Linked DNA regions of Capsicum annuum: region 1 is linked to region 2. The links are chromatin contacts, called in public Hi-C maps. All regions are on one chromosome and are shown on one strand. The core of a region is the stretch at or near the end of the contact, and the rest is flanking DNA. Distances in the headings are between cores, read along the strand shown.

Region 1 (3,641 bases), core at 186-2,685, 43 kb after region 2:
AGCAGGAATTTGTTCTCGGCCAAAATTTTAAAATGCTTATGAAAAAACTACTGGAGTATATTATTTTTCAGCTTCTAAAAAATCGTTTCCATTACCACTCAAAAATACTTCATTTTTATTTATTGTAAAAACAAGATCAAACACCACTTTTTTTTTTTTCTTAAAATAAGCATTTTTGACTTTCGAGAATACTTGGTCAAAAAACTACTATTTCAAACATAGCCAACTCTGAAAGTAATTGGTTTTTAGAGTTGTGTTTGTTTGAATAATAGAGAGAGTAAGGTCCACTTTTATAAACACTTGTTGTTGGTCTCAAGGGACTAATTTGTCCTACATTAAGCAAAGACACTTAATAAGTCCCTAAATATGATCTCATTTCCTGCAGTGCCTTTTATTCTTGAAATTGTAGGATAATTTAAAGGAAAGAAGTCAGTAAATAAGCCTCTTTATCTCCTGCAGTGCACCCTAAAAGAAAGACAACTCTGTGCAGAAAGGGACCCTTAATATAGGAAAGCCAAATGCATTGGTCTTTTTCCTACGTGGCAAGGATGTTGAAAGGTCACTTTCGTACACCATGGCCCAAATGCCAGCGTGTAATATACTGTACTGTCTAGCTGGCATAGGATTACCACTTTATCAATCCCCCTCTTTCAACTATCTTTTTAGTATGCCGAACAAAAATGTGTCAAGTATTTCTCACATTTCATAGAATATACTCTCTCCGTCCAAAATTTTTTAATTTAATTTCTTATTTTATTTATATTTTTTCATTAATCAAGAACAGATAATTTTTTTTTTTCATGTTTTACCCTTTGCATTAATTACCTTTTCTTTAAATTAAAATATAAACATCATTTAATAGGGACACTATAATAAACTAGCCATGTTATTAATATTTTTCTTAATCAATATGTCATCTCAATTTGAGAAGGAGGGAGTATTTAATATCATAATATTAAAGAACGTTCGATATATTTTATATATCTTAAAAATTAGAAAGACAGTTCTATGCATTAAAGCTGCTACTATACGTTGGGTTTAAAAAAAAACGAATCATAAAAGCTTATTGTGTGGAGTCTTGTCTTATAAGTCATTCAGAAATATCTTCACGACTTGAACTTGTAACCTCTTAATCTTATAGCAATAATTTTACCAGCTATTCGAAGGACCCCTTCGTCTAACTAAGACTACAAGTTGTTGAATTATTTTATTTCTTTCTTAAACATTGTCAAATTAAAATCGAACAGATAAATTCAAAAGAAGGGAGTATTATATTTGAAAACTACACACAAGTAGGTGTTCAAGGCTATATTAGGCTGATAATGGGGTTGCTTTATGAAGAGAAAGCAAAAGAGGATAGTAGTAGAATAGAATAGAGAGAAACAGGCTGTCAAAGGATGCAAAGGCAGCAGGTCACATGTTGCTTTTTCCACATAAACTAGTATATGTTTATTTATTGCCCAGCTGGCCAATTCATTACACGACACCATTCCCCGGGGTTAGTCATTATCCTATTTCACTGTCATTTCCTTGGCCTTTTTAACTACACCTTTTTTTTTGAATTTTGAATAGTAGTAGTACCATTTTATGTCAAAAAAAAATGAATAATAAATTAAAATTGCTCGAAATAAAATATTTTTCCACTAGCAAAGGATGTGATGCACTGGATGAGACTGCTCCTTCCTTAATCAGAGGTCTCGGGTTCGAGTCTTGGGTATAAAAAAATTCTTGATAGGGAGCGCTTCCCCCTGAATGAAACCCTACGCGATTCGAATTCAAATTAGTCGGATTTCAATGTGCGTACCGAATACCGAATGAGAAAAAAAAAAAAAAGAAATATTTTTCCCCTTCCACGAGAGTATTAGGGCTCGTCGGGATAAGATAGCCTATCTCAAATTTTAGTTTACTATCATACTATCATATTTATATTATATTTAATTAATGATATAAATTTATCTCAAAATTAAATTATATCATTAATTAAATATAATATAAATCCAATATCAAATATAGTTTTGAAACATCCCACCTTATCACATTCTATGAGAATATTTAACACCAACTTTCATATACTATAAATTAGTTCAAAAATTATAATCTCACGAAAAGTTTATTCTCTTAAACGATTAAAAAAATGTAACGTAAAATATAAATCAATTGAAAGATTATAAAAAAGAGAAAAATAGTAAATCCTCTCAAACAGCTAATGATCATAAAAAGTGTATGTGGAATACAAATGCCATATTAACATATGAAGTCCCCTTTCCTCCCAAATCCACTAGGCAAAAGCCCCCCACACCTTACCTTACGAATTACGCTCTAGCGTTCCTTGTTTTGACTAATTGTTTGATTAGTATTTCTTATTATTGACTTTATCTACCGTTTCAATTTATGTGATTTTATTATTTCATTAAACGTATAATTTTTAAAATATTTTTTGAAAAATTTACAATTAACATCTATTACAAATTTATCAGGTTTCATTTATTTACTTACTAAGTGGTACCCGCTAGTTTTTTTCTTGTTTTATATAATGACATTTGACATTTATATTCTTCTTAAAATAAGTAGAAAATGCTTTGTAAAAAATAATATAGTACATTATTTGTTTATTTATAATAAGTATTATATTTCTTATTGTCTTGTTTCTAAAATAATGCAATGTATTTAATATTTAAAATAAAAAATTATTTAAAAATTTCATTTATAAAATTTATGTAGTCACACAAATATCATCAAATATTAATTTAAATTCATGTCAAATCAAATTACATCACATAAATTAAAATTAAAAAAAAATAATAGTAAAGAAAATGTTTGGGCGGTGGTGGAGTTAGGGCATGGAAATAGTTATCTTCTCTTTATTTTTTCTCAAGTGATGATTACATTATTAGAAAATTCTTTTTAGTTCCAACTGTGTCCATCTAAGTTAACTTTGGAAAAAGATTGTTAACTTCACTTCAACATTTATCATGCCATTCCAAAGGATGTAATTAGTGCAACACTTACCTAAAAATTAAACATAGGAATTATTCTTACTTTAAAAGTAAAAGAAAAATTCTAATAGACCAAAATCACAAAATGGACAAAACTATGTTAAAGTTTATAACGACAGGCTCACCCTTAGTTTTTTTTTTTTCTACTTCTATACTTTCTGCGTTTTTTTTTTCGGTATTCATATTGGAGTCCGACTAATCTGGATTCACGTTGAATATGACTCATTTGGGGATATTACTCCATACTAAGAATTTTTTCATACCTAAGAGTTGAACCCGAGACTTTTAGTTAAGGGAGAAACAACCCAGGTCATTGTACCATATTCTTTGATGGTCTTTCTATGTTGACCGTTTCATTTTAGATTCTTAGAGACAAGAGTATATTTTTCTTATTTTTGCAAATTAGGAAAGTGTGAAGGTGAATGTTAGAGTAAAAGATTAATAGATAGTCGAGTAGGATTGTATTTTTATGTGGGAGGAGTAAGGAGCTAATCTACCCCTCCTCTCATACTTACTAGTAATATTAGTCTTTTATTTTTTAATATATATTTTTATTTATTGCTTCATTCGTTATGTATCTTACTATTTTATTGTTGTATTTTTTTATAAAAAAAAATTCAAAATTTTTTGTTTCGAACTAAGAGT
Region 2 (3,896 bases), core at 59-2,558:
ATTAAAACATTTAAAAAGAAGGACCAAATAACCCAAATTAAAAAAAACAGTCAAAATGACTGAATTGGCTCAAAAGGGGAGGGGAGGTCTGAAATTGCCCAATAACCATTGAACGATAGTAATATTTTAGACAGACTAACCATAGAATGTTCATAAACCTAAACGTGGACCTAAATTTTTTAAAGTGTTTCAGTCCATATCCTTTCCCAAATATTTAAAGTAATCAATCGAAAGATTGATAAACTAACCTTGCCAAATGATATATTGAGCTGACACTCAGTTTCTGCCAAAAGAAAAAAGAAAGTCACTATTCTTCCTATTGAACTAAGTGAACCCCAAAAGCAATAATCTTGTCCTCTCATCATTGACTAAAATAAATCAATTAAAATGGAAAAATCCGAAATTTGACATAGAGGAATTTGATTCTTAAATGAAGCATATGTATTATTTCGCCCCTTCATATTTATTTGTTCATGTCTAACTTAACACACTCATTAAAAAAATAAAAAATAAAATGATAATTTAATTATATTATATCTAATAATTAAAAGTCATTTAAATATTAAAAAATAAATAGTAATACTTAATAATAAAAATAAAATAATAAATTACTATCTTATAATTTTTACATTAAATATTTTGTTTTCATAAAAGTGAACATAGGGAGTAATAAGCTGACAAAAAGTAGGCCCAAAGGCACACAACTTTTAAGAGAAAAAGGCTTTCCAAAAAAAAATAAAAATTACACAAATACACAACTTATTTTTCAATATTACAAAAAATCTTAATTATCTAAACATATTGCAAAAATTTCAATATTTACACAGAATGCTATGTATATATCGGTTATATTATGTATATTAATAGGGAGAGAGAGTAAAGTAATTAAAAAACGGGAGAGAATGTAATTACTGTTATTTATATTAAAAAAAAAAAAAGTGATAAAGTGAAGGGTCCAATCTCCAAGTCATGAATCTGAATTGATGTAAGGCTGTGAATTAAGGGGAAATATTTTGGAAGGAACACATAAATGCACATGGGAAGGGGCCATTACTCACATGTAAATAAACATGGCCTTTTCTTTTCTTTGCTTCCTATTTTCTTAGCATTCCTGTTTTGGTTTGCTCCTTATCTTATCCTATCAGTCAAATTTACTCAATAATAGTACTTCATTAATTATATCATATTGATTATTATAATGTTATAAAATTGTTGTATAATTACAAGAGGGATAAAGAGATTATTAATAATACAATTGACATCTCGAATGAAGAATTACTTAAGTTATAGAAAAAGATTGAACATATATTGATATTGATGCATCGAACCTATAGCAATGTCGCTCTCCTTGCCCGCCTCATTCGCTCTTAGTCGGCTAATCAAGAATCGCATGAATTTGCCCTTTCATCCAGAATTCTAGATTTTCCTTTTGAAATTGACTTTTTTTTCTGCTTTAAACGTTTTTGCTCCGCTTGTTCAAGGATTCAAGCTCGTATTATTATGATCCAAATTTTTGGTTTTATTTCTTTTGTTAATTTTTACTTATTCATAATTAAGTTTGCATATATTTAAGGAATTGTTTGATACGTGGGATAAAGATAGTAATTTCAAAGTTGAGATTAATATTATAACGCAATATTTGGTATGAGGTATTAGCTAATTTTGTAATTATTTTATCTCACTATTTATACTAAAGTGAAGATATTACTATCTTATATAGAAGGTAGGATAAAATTATCACATGAGACATCCAAATCCATGACATGATATCCTTGTTCATCTTATCGCATATATCGAACGATCACTTGAAGAATAACAAATGAAGTGCATTTTATCATGATATTTATATAAATTGATGTATAATCTTAGTGGACTTGAAAAATAATTTGAAATGAGTAGTCTAATGTTCGGGATGAAACATGAATAGCGTTAATCTTTATCTTGATATGTTAAAATAAATAAATAAAAGTGAAAATTTATTTAATATAATGAACACGTAAAGATAAACGGAAAAGTATTTGTTAAAGCTATTCATGGAGAATTATTAATCGAGTTATCCATCATGATCAAAACCAAAACCTACTATTCTTGTGGGTAATCGGCATTAAATTTTGCTACATTATTCTACTTACACCACATATAATACACTATCAATTATCAGTCACTGATCACATGTGCCTTTGTTACTTTTGATCAATAAGATAGTGAATATGACATTTTCATAACTATCAAATCTATTGCACTGGCTTCTATGAGTTCTCATTATTGTTTTTAAATTTTATAAAACAAGACAAAATATAGATAGTGATGACTATTTGTTTAATTATAATCAAAAAATTTTGGAGTTATCGTAAATACATATGCTAACAAAGTGTTACATCTGTAGTGGAAAAGATTGAGAAGCAACGTTGTAGACGTATAAAATTTATTGGATCAAATTTATATAAAATTTGAATTTGAGTTATATTTATTAGGTTTAAACTTATTTTGGGCTAAAAAATAATAATAATAAGTCTATTTTATTCTTCATCAAGGTCCATCTCACTTTGAAGCCCAAACTCATCAAGTGACGTAGTATCCAAATCAAATCCAAAACCAATGAGATGCCGCCATATGTACAAATGATGTGGAAATCTCATTCAAATTCAACAACCAGTCAAAAGGTGTCAAGTGTCAAAGTGACATGTTTTGGCCAATCACAAGCAACTAAGGCCTACCCCACAACTATAAATAGGGGGTAACATAACATTCTAAAAGAAAGAAAAAGGAGGACATTCTGTAAGCATTGGAGGAAACTTCTGCATTGACTACACAGCTCTTCAACGAATTGACTAACGGAGTTCTGCCCGGAGATCAACTCGACGAGACGAAGTGTTGTCAGATAATTCCTGGAGATCCAAACACATTTCTAGGAGACTCAAATCATCCTACATTCGAGAATCACACTGCAAAGGCCCTCGAATCACGAAAAAACTTAGGAGAGAAGAATCGAGATAATAACGAAATTGTACCCGCAAAATTACCTTAAATAAAATTATTTTTTTGTTTATTTTATTTTTTGCTTGCAGTTAATTTTCAGCGTTAATGAAAATTTATTACGAACAAATTAGCACGCCTAGTGGGACCAGTTCTGCTCTTCATCTCTTCCTCCTACAAGTCAAAGGAAATCACATATTCAACTACTACAATGAACTTCAGAAAAATTAATAAAGTTTCGTGCAAGAAGTTTACTACTGCCACGTCTACTAAGATCAAACTTGTTGGCCCCATCAATCTATGCAATCTCAACGCTTGTGCTTTGGATGGATCCCAATACTTTACCATTTTGGAGATGACAAAAAGGAGAAAATCTCAAATTTCAGCAGTAACTACAACCCCTGGGGGCAACTTTGCATCTATTTTATCAGATGAACCGTCTGAAACTGGCTGCAACTTTGAAGAATCTGAAAACTTAATGAATTCTCCAACTTCAACGAAAGTCAACACCGTCATGGTAGATGCAATTGACTTAGACGAGAAGTTTGCTATGATGGAGCAAACCATTGAAGCCTTGAAGAAGTCCATTGATGAGAAAGATCATCAAATCACCAGACTTATGAACAAGTTAGATCTCTACAATCCTAGAGAGTCAAATTATAATCTAACACCGCGAGAAAAAGTTGATGGTGAATCTCTCATCAAGACAAGTGACAATTACTGCGATGATCGATCCGCTTCAGTGGCTACTCTAACCGTTTAACAACTGCAAGATATGATTGCAAACACCATCAAGGCACAATATGACGGTCCGTCACAAAGTTTCGTAGGATACTCAAAGCCGTATTCTAAGTGAATCGAGGGCTTACTGATGCCAATTGAATATCAACCGCTAAAGTTTCAGCAATTTGATGGAAAGG

What was found. A called contact is a pair of places that touch in the nucleus more often than the background predicts.
Region 1: a Hi-C map of placenta shows a contact between it and region 2, with 1.9 times the contacts expected there. The contact joins two enhancer-like sites. A contact is called at or near these places in 2 of 5 Hi-C or Micro-C datasets (leaf and placenta).

What each region holds. Positions count from the first base shown.
Region 1 is chr1:144,512,451-144,516,091 of UCD10Xv1.1, forward strand. No RefSeq gene overlaps it. Among protein-coding and RNA genes, the nearest start is that of LOC107856758, 3.8 kb to the right of the region's middle. Within about 2 kb of position 1,436, at least 3 of the 5 cell types and tissues checked have an H3K27ac peak or open chromatin away from gene starts, as enhancers often do.
Region 2 is chr1:144,469,098-144,472,993 of UCD10Xv1.1, forward strand. No RefSeq gene overlaps it. Among protein-coding and RNA genes, the nearest start is that of LOC107856481, 24 kb to the left of the region's middle. Within about 2 kb of position 1,309, at least 3 of the 5 cell types and tissues checked have an H3K27ac peak or open chromatin away from gene starts, as enhancers often do.